Regions from separate parts of the Mus musculus genome. Here all the other regions are linked to region 3. Evidence: chromatin contacts called from public Hi-C data. All regions are on one chromosome and are shown on one strand. Each heading gives the region's core, a stretch centred on a gene start, on an enhancer-like site or on the middle of the called end of the contact. The rest is flanking DNA. Distances are from core to core; before and after follow the strand shown.

Region 1 (3,415 bases), core at 436-2,935, 190 kb after region 3:
CACATTTGCTGTTTTGTAACAGTTTTAATTGCTAAGTTTTAATTGGTGTCTTAAGGCATGCATGCTTTCTCAGGCATCTGCCTCTTCACACGGCTGTCCACTGTGTTCAAGTGAGCCAGAGTTGGCCACTGTTCTGTTTAGAACTGGCGCACCATGTAACTTTGGCTCTTTTGACCTTTGACCCCAGCTTTCAGAGCTGCCCAGATGTTTCTATTATAAACCAGGTGCAAGGACTCGCTCTTGTATGTAGGCTAAGCTAGATGTCTTGTAACCACACAGCCGTGTGTGGAGGGGAGGCCTAGTTCTTCCTGTAAGCTGTGTCATGAGGCAGTGTGGTCAAGTGGAAGTGTGGTTGGCTCCACCTTGGCATCTTTCCATGCCAAGGTCCTAGGGCCTAACAATATGTCCCTGTCTTAGCTTCAATCAAAAACAAAAGAAATTGATGGTGCCTGCCTGTTATCCTAGCACTTGGGAGGCTGAGGCAAAGAAAATAGTGATTTTTGAGGATAACTGTGGCAAGTTCAAGGCTGATAGGGGCTATGGTAAGATCCCATCTCAAACACATGGGGGTGAGTCCCATCTCATAAACACATGGGGATGGGGTTTTTTTTAAGAAACAAAGGGGAAAGTCCCAAAAGGATAATATCTTTCTAGAACGGAAGGAACTTTCCTTGTATTTGAACAGTAAGGGGAAAAGGAGCAGCCCAAAATCCCACGCAACCATTCCAGGAGCATATGGGCTTTGACCACCCTGCCTCTGCATCTGCCTCTGCATGAAGAAAAGATTAAACCTAAACCTAAGGGTGCCTTCCTTCCTCTCTGATGTAGTTCCCTGTCTTTCCATGTGTTGTCTCTCTTGTTTTTGCCTTTATCCCTCTTCCTTATCCCTCCTACCCTAAACCTTACAGATAGCTCGGGAGGCTGAGGCAGCCATGTTCCACCGTCTGCTGTTTGAAGAGCTTGTGCGAGCCTCCAGTCACTCCACAGACCTCATGGAGGCCATGGCCATGGGCAGCGTGGAGGCCTCTTATAAGTGTTTAGCAGCAGCTTTGATAGTTCTCACGGAGTCTGGCAGGTAGGGCCCTAAGGGCAGGTATCATTATAGGATAACCAGCTTCTCGCGCAACTAGGTCCGCTATGTGCCTGAGCCTAGGCACAGCCTCTCTCCTTCAGGAAGACAGCCAAGGTCACCATAGGGCAGGACCAAAGGATTCCCTTGGGCACAGTGGAAGTCACAGCACCTGGTGCAGGATGGTTCCTGTGGAGTTTCTAATCTTGCTCAGTTCAGAACATGGAGTGGCTCACCTTCTCCTGGCCATTTTTGTGCCCAGGGACATGTTCCTTCCCAGTTGTCTGTGACTCCTTTCCTCCCTCTCCATTTGTGACAAAGCTCTGACAAAGCCCTGTCCCCCGTCCTCGTCCCTCTGGACGGATGTTGCTCCCCTAGATTGCCCGAGAGGCAGAGGCTGCCATCTACCACTTGCAGCTATTCGAGGAACTCCGCCGCCTGGCGCCCATTACCAGCGACCCCACAGAAGCTGCCGCCGTGGGTGCCGTGGAGGCCTCCTTCAAGTGCTGCAGTGGGGCCATTATCGTGCTCACCAAGTCTGGCAGGTAGGAGGCGGCAGTGGCTCCCTGGGGATGCCCACGCTCAGTTGACACCTCTCCTTGAGGATGCCAAGAGTGAGTGGCTCTGGGCCAGTTTAAGGCCCCTGGCTGCCACTAGAGGATTCCAGGCAGCACTCACAGATAGACCAAACCAACTGGCTGGCTCCAGTGCACGTTCAAAGCCTGCCTCACAGAGAGCTGGAACAAACACCCAGTTTCACCGTGATTAGTACTGTGGGGCCTTTTGACAGAACACTGCGTGGCAGCTGGGCATGGCGGAGCATGCCTCTAATCTCAGCACTTGGGCCAAAGAGGTAGGCGAATGTCTGGATTTGTAGCCTGTCTAGTCTACAAAGTGAGTTCCATCCAGGACAGAGCCCTACTCACAAAATAGCTCAGCTGGTAAAGTTGCTTGCTACACAAGCTTGACCCATATTTGGTCCCCAGAAACCATGGAGGACGGAGAAGGCTGGCCCTGGGTATGCGCAAGGGTACACACTTGGAGGGGTCTTGGTGGATAAAGGATTTGCACAATCATGACTATCTGAATTTGAATCTGGCACCTTAAAGGTTTTTTATTATTACTTTTTATTTTTTTAAAGTGCACACAGAGGTCACCAGGAAAGGTGGTCTGGCCTTTAGGAGCACTGTCAGTTCTTTCAGAGGCCCAACACCTGCCTATATATGGCAGCTCACAACTGTCTGACTCCAGTCCTGGGGAAATCTAATGCATGTGGTCAGAATACCCAGGCAGCTGTAGTGAATGTACGGTGGAGGGAGAGAGTGAGGTGCCCAGTGTCTATCTATCTATATAGCACAATAGATAGATAAAAAATACCCAAGTGTGGTGGTGTGTGCCTGTAGCCCCAGTGCTCATGGTGCAGAGGAAGAAAGAGCAAGTTGTATCACAGCCTAGCTACAGAAAGCCAAACACATGTAAAATCAGTGTGGAGGACTAGGCACTGGTCTGTCTCCCTAAGGCAGTGTTCATGAACTAAGTAGCAGAAAGCTACTTAGGCCTGGGCTGAGGATGGTGGCCTCTGTGTAAGCTTGGCCATGAATGTTGGTATGTAGCTGGAAGCCAGGGATGATGGGGTACTGAGAAATGGGGACACTAAAACTATCATTTTTAGTCCTGGAGTTTTGAAAGCTCTAAAATACAAGGTCTATGCTAATTCTGGGGTTTCTCTGAAGAGTTCCTGGTTCCAGCAGCTACCTCCTTCCTTCAAAGCCTATGTATGCAGGCTAGCATGAAGCTCTGCTGTGGAATTCCTCAGTCCCCCGTGCCTAGCTAATTGAGTAATCTGATAGAGATAGACACTATCATTTGTTACAGGTTGAGAATAGGGGTTCCCTACATTCCCAGGGGATCTTGAATGGCCAGATATTCCTCTTACCACACCTGATCACCACCCAGATTTCTTTTTCTTTCTTTTTTTTTTAAATTTATTTATTTATATGAGTACACGTACTTCAGACATACCAGAAGAGGACATTGGTATCGGATCCCATTACAGATGGTTGCTGGGATCCCATGTGGTTGCTGGGAATTGAACTCAGGCCCTCTGGAAGAGCAATCAGTGCTCTTAACTGCTGAGCTATCTCTCCAGCCCCCAGATTTCTTTTTCTTTCTTTTTTTTTTTAAAGATTGATTTATTATTATATCTAAGTACACTGTAGCTGTCTGCAGATGCACCAGAAGAGGGTGTCAGATTTCTTTATGGATAGTTGTGAGCCACCATGTGGTTGCCGGGACCTGAACTCAGGACCTTCTGAAGAGCAGTCAGTGCTCCCAACCACTGAGCTA
Region 2 (3,341 bases), core at 624-3,123, 150 kb before region 3:
TCAAGATAACTCATGCCCTTTCCTGGCCTCCAAGCAACAGGCATATATGAGGTACACAGATATTACATAGATAAAGACAGCCAGACACATTTTCTTTTTTACAAATTATAAAATGCAAAAAGAGCAGGCAGACTCTTACGAGATCTAAGTTGTTCTTTACGGTCCATACTTGTCTCCCCTGACCAGTTTTCTTTCACAGCAGCCTAGGATCCAAACACTGTGTCCTTTTCTAAGGAGAAAACCCCCTATAGCCCCTGCTGCGTGGACTACAAGCTGGGAGCTCCACTGTTAAGGAAATCCTGTTTCCCTGCTTCTGGATACCTGGGCCTTTTCTATAAAAATCTGAAATTAGAAGGAGCTCTGGCCAGTGACAACAAGTACTACCTTCCCTAGTGATTCAGGAACCAGTGGTGCCACCTGGAGCCACTGTCATAAATGTGTATCTCTGACACTAATCTGTTGAAATCCATAGCAGAGGGCAGAGGACAAATTCGGTCTTCTTTGTAAAGTTCCTTCCTATGGCTTTTCTACACTAGAACCAGAACTACAGAGCTAAGTACCTCTAGCAGTGTAGAAAGCTGTAAGATTCTCTAAATACATTCAATAACTACATACTAAGTAGTCCTTTACAAAAACAGTTTGCTAACCTCTGACCTGTGTGGAAAAGAAAGATGAATCAAAAGGCCGCAGTAACTACCTGGGCTGCTGCTAACTTCTAATTCCAGTTTACTACAAGACTGACATGTGTCTTCTGGCCTAAGTGTTGTGAAGTCTCTGGAATTCCTTTGTAATAAACTGACTTTATTAGCAGCTTTAGAAAAGAAACCAGGAGTAAGGAGGGTGTTCCTGGAAGGCAAGAGGGCCAAGCACCTGTGAGTGGCAGGGATGCAGCCCTGTCTCAGGAACAGACCACAAAGCTCAGAGAAGCTAGTTTAATGTGTTCCACACCTCCTCAAACAACAAAACAATCAGTGATAGGCTTGATGCCTGTTGTTGTCATATACCTTACTTAAATTCTCTAAGAAATTCGCAGCATCGGTATAGATTTTCCAGTTTTATAGGAAACCAAAGCTCGGGGAAGTTAGTTTCCCTGACACAGAAGGGCCAGTGCTGGGACGCTTTGTCTCCTTTCTTTAGCTGTGTATCCTGACTATGTACACGCAGCGTCACAGACTCATGCACCCGACAGCATCCGATCCAAATAACATAACATTTCACTCATAAGTATTTCAGTACATGTTTCTCAAAGACATGATCTTTAAAAAAAAAAAAAATCAAGGCTAGAGATGGCTCAGCACTTAAGAGCACTGGCTGCTCTTCCACTGGGTTCAGTTCAAAGCACCCACACGGTGACTCACAACCAACCATATGTAACCTCACTTCCAAGAGATCCAACATCCTCTTCTAGCCTCAAAAGCACTTTACACATGTAGGCACACAGACATACATGTAGCCAGAACACTCATACACACAAAATAAATTAAATAAATCTTTGAAAAAGTTGTTTTAAACTTATAATACTATTATCTACCTGAAAAAAAGCAACCCTAAAAACTAGTCTTTGTCTCATGAAGCTCTCACATTCTAAAATTATTTTTTTTCTTAAACCACAATAGAAATAATGTCTACATTACCAAGAACTGTGCCTTCAATTCAAGCCTGTCTCCAAAACTTGTATATATTCCATTTCATCAGGGAATACCACCTTTCTGGCCTTTTAATGCTCTCTACATACACTAGTCCCTAACTCACCCCTGATGAATCTCTGCAGTAGGTGAAACCTGAAAAGAAAGCACCAATACGCCTTAAACAGCTAACAGCGCAGGAAGTATGCAAAGGAAAACAGAACAAGGTGGAGTCAAATCCATCCCTCATAAAAGCCACAAGGCTGCTGAATCTGACAGGAAGTGACAATGAGTGTCGCAGACAGTGAGAGGATGAGAGGAGCTGCTCATCCATCCTCCAGAGACCCAGTCCTCTTTCCCTTCACTACAGCGCCCCACTCCAGTTAGCAAGGACTTTCCAGCCTTCCTTTCAGAGGCTACGGCTGATGAGATACAGCAGAGGTTCCTTTGGGACTCGCTCTTCCTTGCTCTTTGAGCTCCTTTCAATGAATTAATACTTCTGAGCTGCAGCAGGCGCCATTTAACTAACCATGATTAAGTCTCAGCCCTGAAACTCTAGGACCACAAATGAATGCAAAAACCCATGATATGGATTCATGGAGGGGAAAAACTCTTTGTAAAGGCAATGTTTAGTCTGACTTTGTTTTGTACTTACACATAATTCCCAATTTACATAAGTGCATGATGAAAATAGGGGAGATAAGGAAGGTGAATATGATTAAACTATGAAAATGTCACAGTGAAACTCACTGTTTTATACAGTTAATTTACACTAATAAAAAAGAGAAGATGATGAAGGGAAAATAATCAGAAGAGTCACTTAAAGTTTTCATAACACAAAGAAAGTCAAAAGAAACAGCTGCTGACTGCCAAGCAGATAGGGGAAATATGCAAAGTACATATGAAGACATCTGCTGCTGATGCTTACGAACTCCAAATGTACCAACGTGACCTCTAAAGCTCTTGGAAATGACATGGGAAACCACGGCTGGAATCACACCAGTACAAACCTGTCAGCCACACTAACAGCTGCAAAATATAAACCAAAGTCTACAAAGCTACGCAGAAATGCCGTGCTGAGGACAGAATCAAAGACAGTGAACATCTAAGAGCTCTAGCCAAGCCCTAGGCAGTGGCTGAGTACCACTGAGGCAGACCCATCTCTCTGGGTTTGAGGCCAGCCTGCTCTACATAATGCATTTCAGGTCAGCCAGTGCTACACAAATTGAGACCTTATTAAAATAAAAAAAGAGCTGGGGGTGGTGGCACATGCCTTTAATCCCAGCACTTGGGAGGCAGAGGCAGGCGGATTTCTGAGTTCGAGGCCAGCCTGGTTACAAAGTGAGTTCCAGGACAGCCAGGGCTACACAGAGAAACCCTGTCTCGAAAAACAAAAAAATAAAAAATAAAAAAAGAGCTATTTGCTGAGAAAGAAATGCTGTTTCTCACTTACCCAGTCTTTCTGGTTAAGTTTAGCTGCTTCATTATATACTTCAGTGGCAGCTTTGTGTTTTCCCAGAAGAAACCTGTGAAGATAAATTTTCTATAATTATTACTTCCTCAATTCATTACTTTTGGTTTGTTTTTGAGGCAGGTCCTTACGTAATTCCAACTAGCCCCCAATGCACTGTGTGACCAAGGATAACTTGGAACCGGTCCTCATGCCTTCAGCTCCAAGTACTAGGGTTATGGTGTGCACTGCCACACCCAGCTAAC
Region 3 (3,460 bases), core at 913-3,412:
GATTTAACTAAAGTAAAATACACACTTTTAAGTCAAAAAGTTATTTTTGAGAATATCTTTGATTTATTTCAAAACATAATTTTAATGCCAGTAAGCTAGGTAAGTTTGATGATTTAATATAATTGCATGTAAATAAAAGCAATTCAAGTTTTAACCAAATTCCTTGCTAATGCAATTTTTTTGTTTCTTTAAAAAAAAAAATGAAAGAAAGAAATCTCAATTAATTATATAAAAACTAGAGCAGTGAAACTTAACTGACTTCTACAATCCTCCCATTTATTTTTTTATTGAAAAATGCACCATCATCTACAATGAAAATTGAGTTTCCACTACCAACAACACTAGATGAGATTTTTCCATTACACCAAACACATTCTTTAATGCCTACAAGGTTTAATCTGCAAAACGGTGCCTTCTGAATCAAACCATAAACATGTTAATAATGGAAAGTCAGCAAGTAGGCAGTAACACTGATAATCTGTCCATTCTAAAGTTAAGAAGCAATGTGCTTAAAAAAAAGAGTAACTTCTTGTTCATATGTAGTTTCCTTCCATGTAGCTACTATTTTCTAAAAGTTAAAATGAATCAAGATTTCACTCTGATTTTTCATTTTTCCAACATTTTTCGAGGCTGACCCTAGAGCCTCGAACTTTTTGCTCTACCACTGAGCTGTTATTATCTCCAGCCCTCTTTTTACTCTATCTTGAGAGAATCTCACCAAGTTGCCCGGGACAGCTTTGAGCTCACTCTGTAGTCCAGGTAGGCCTTGAACTTGCCACCATCCATCTGCCTCGACCTTCTAAGTAACTGAAATTTCAGACTTTCACCACCGGGTCCTATGTTATCTTTACTTTCCAATCATATCCCATTTGTAACAACTTTTCCCCCAAACAAATGTAAATTTATTTCCTAAAGCTCAAAAATACAAAATCGGGATGTATATAGCGTTAAATAGGATGCAGTTTCTGGTCTGAAGCAAGTTTAACTTCTATGCACGAAACAGAAACCTTCAGAGAATAGAGTCCAGAAGCCGGAATGCCTCTACTTTCTAATTCACAATAGAGTTTTGTCCAATTAGACAACACTGTGTTTTATTGTTGCCGAAGCTGCAAGGGTGGGTAGGGGATCTGCAATAACTATTCCAACAGCTTCCATCAAGTTACTTGCTACCAATGGAAGAAGTAGCAGTTAGGTCCCAAAGAAAACATACTCCTCCCACTCCCCCAAAAATGTAGGCATAAGCCTCACCATCAGAAAATAAGGTCCATCAGCACCTCTTCCGAGAAATAGTTCCCTTCCCCCACCTTTAAGTAGCCACTTAGGACTGCCAAGGAGATCCATTTCTTTATTAGCCGGTGCCCACTTGGAGCAATCATACACTAAAGCTGCTCTGAAGGGCCTGCCCTAATCCCATCTGAAACTGCTCAAAAGACTCAAGGGCTAGGGATAAACCTTGAGAAAAGGGCCGGGTTCTTTCTGACACCTCTTTCACACTCACCACCTCACCCGCCTCTAGCCCGCCCCGGTATCCCATCCTCCGGCCGTAGTCATGCAGGAACTGCCGGCCATAGCCGCTCAGGCAGCCCCAGGCCTCCGCCATGCCAGGACTCCGGGAAGCACCGCCCAAGCGCACCTCCCGACCGGCCGGCAGGGCACACAGGCCCGTGACGAGCCAGGCCCTGGCCTGCTCTTCGGCGCCGCACAGGCCGCCTTGGGTCCGCTCCCTAAGCCGGCTCCGGGGCCAGATGGCGTGGCGGGGCCCCTCACCTGGATGACCTCGTTGACCTCCCGGATACATTCCACCATGTGCTGCAGGATCTGTTCGGCCGTGAGCACCTCGTAGCGGTAATCCTCCTCCTGCTCGTGTCCCGGGCCGCCGCCGCCACCGCCACCGCCGCCGCCGCCTCCCGGACCCAGAGCGCTGCCGCCGCCACCGCCAGTCTCCCCGCACAGCAGTCCGTCTCGCTCCCCGCCGACGCCCAGCCCGGGCTCCACCAGCTCCACCTCGCCCAGATCCAGGTTATCATCGTCCGGCTCGTCCTCGTCGTCGTCCTCCTCCTCCTCGGCGCCGCTGTCCTCCTCGCTGCACTCCTCGTCCTCGTCGAACTCGTAGTTGTAGCCCTCGTCCGAGTCCATGGCGCGACGCGCGCGGGCCCGGCAGACGCTGGCCGCGGCGCGGAGAGGGCGGGGACGCCGAGGCCCCGGCTCTCGCTCCGGCTCCGGCTGCCGTCCGGACGCAGGCCTGGTTCCGGCCCCGTGGGCCGCGGCTGCTCCCCGCGTGCGGCGGTTGGAGGCGGGCGGTGGCGGCGGCGGGGAGGGCGCGGAGCAGGGCGGGAGGGAGCGCGGGGGCCGCTTGCTGCCGGCCTCAGTCAGACGCCGCTCCGCTCCGGGCTCGGACGGAAAACAGTCCCCTGCGCCACCTCCGCGGCCGCTGCTACCGCTACTGAGCCAACAAAGGGGCGTGCGTCACCGCGCCGCGCTACGTCATCGCGTCGGTCCGCTGCACGTCACCGCGCCACGCCCCTTGGCCCCTGCGTAGTATTTGGGGAGACCCCACGGCCGAGCCTGAGCAGGACGGGAGCGCGGCGGCGCGGCGGTGGCCCGGAGACACTGGGAAGCTGTGGCTCCTTGACGTGAGGAGGCTGGGGCCTTCCGGTCGTGGGGAGGAGTCTGGGGAGCGCCCAAGCGGAGGTTTTCTCCGAGGACCTTTCTCGCTTCCGGGCCTCACAGGCACATCTGACACGCCCTGGCTAGTTCCGGGAAGCCGGTAGCTGTGCTGCTAAAATTCCGGTTGCCCGAGTTACTGCCTGGAAGGTAGTAGTACGCGGAACCTCCAAGTTGGGTGACAGGTAGTTGGAGTGTTGCTGTCCACTCGTGGCTCTACAGCGGTTCTTGGGTCCCCCTGATGTGACGTCATAGTAAAGACTCAGTTCCTGAACTCATCTTGACAAGCACTTCTTGAGGGTCCGGAACAATGTGACAGTCCTGTTCCTCAATTAAGGCCATCAATTCCTCAATCACTAAGGGCCTTCCATAGATTAGTGCTCATTACCACAGAGTCCTAGTACCCAGATTATAGCGGAGGCACCCGAGACTCTAAAAATAAAAGTGTATATACCTTGTGGTGGCATACACCTGTCCAGCATGCACAAAGGCCCCAATTTCAGTCCCCAGCAATGGAGCAGAGAGGTTTTCTGATACATAATAAATCTTACATTTTATGTAAATTACAGTGATAATTCCAGGAAACAGTGCAGGCAAACCACATCTACAAAGACCAAGAGAGACTGCTTATCTGGAAATAGTGCAGAAGTGAGCTGGGTTGATGGATGGCTATTTCAACAGAGGAGGAGAGGAAGATGGCCTTGGGTCAAAACAGAAGGTTCACAATAGTTACAAGGCTGAAGTTTAAAACTCAATCAGTAAATGGGAAGTATTGGGCAAATTAGTTAGAGGTCAT

Evidence for each region. A called contact is a pair of places that touch in the nucleus more often than the background predicts.
Region 1: a Hi-C map of olfactory sensory neurons shows a contact between it and region 3, with 2.3 times the contacts expected there. The contact joins the enhancer-like site here to the promoter of Arih1 in region 3. A contact is called at or near these places in 12 of 39 promoter capture datasets (3T3-L1-derived adipocytes, the C10 cell line, the HPC-7 cell line and 7 more), 18 of 484 Hi-C or Micro-C datasets (the Ba/F3 cell line, CD8 T cells, the G1E-ER4 cell line and 12 more), 1 of 115 datasets of contacts at active chromatin or transcription factors (pancreatic cancer cells) and 3 of 9 other capture datasets (adipose tissue, liver and macrophages).
Region 2: a contact with region 3 is called in a Hi-C map of Th1 cells, with 4 times the contacts expected there. The contact joins the enhancer-like site here to the promoter of Arih1 in region 3. A contact is called at or near these places in 15 of 39 promoter capture datasets (the 3T3-L1 cell line, 3T3-L1-derived adipocytes, the C10 cell line and 8 more), 3 of 15 datasets of contacts at CTCF or cohesin (the G1E-ER4 cell line, large pre-B cells and pro-B cells), 56 of 484 Hi-C or Micro-C datasets (B cells, the C2C12 cell line, CD4 T cells and 34 more), 33 of 115 datasets of contacts at active chromatin or transcription factors (the 230-238 cell line, DN3 thymocytes, the HPC-7 cell line and 18 more) and 4 of 9 other capture datasets (adipose tissue, liver, macrophages and 1 more).

Annotation. Positions count from the first base shown.
Region 1 is chr9:59,674,121-59,677,535 of GRCm38.p6, forward strand. It overlaps Pkm (pyruvate kinase, muscle), which reads left to right. Exons shown (of 11, transcript NM_011099.4): 9 at 1,448-1,614. Among named protein-coding and RNA genes, the nearest start is that of Gramd2, 4.3 kb to the right of the region's middle. Within about 2 kb of position 1,686, at least 9 of the 459 cell types and tissues checked have an H3K27ac peak or open chromatin away from gene starts, as enhancers often do. A contact at or near this core is called in olfactory sensory neurons, where this site is marked.
Region 2 is chr9:59,336,733-59,340,073 of GRCm38.p6, forward strand. Bbs4 (Bardet-Biedl syndrome 4 (human)) reads right to left here. Exons shown (of 16, transcript NM_175325.3): 6 at 3,079-3,151. Among named protein-coding and RNA genes, the nearest start is that of Bbs4, 15 kb to the right of the region's middle. Within about 2 kb of position 1,874, at least 13 of the 459 cell types and tissues checked have an H3K27ac peak or open chromatin away from gene starts, as enhancers often do. A contact at or near this core is called in CD8 T cells, Th1 cells, Th17 cells and 3 more, where this site is marked.
Region 3 is chr9:59,484,212-59,487,671 of GRCm38.p6, forward strand. It overlaps Arih1 (ariadne RBR E3 ubiquitin protein ligase 1), which reads right to left and starts at 2,163. Exons shown (of 14, transcript NM_019927.2): 1 at 1,768-2,163. The coding sequence starts at 2,136.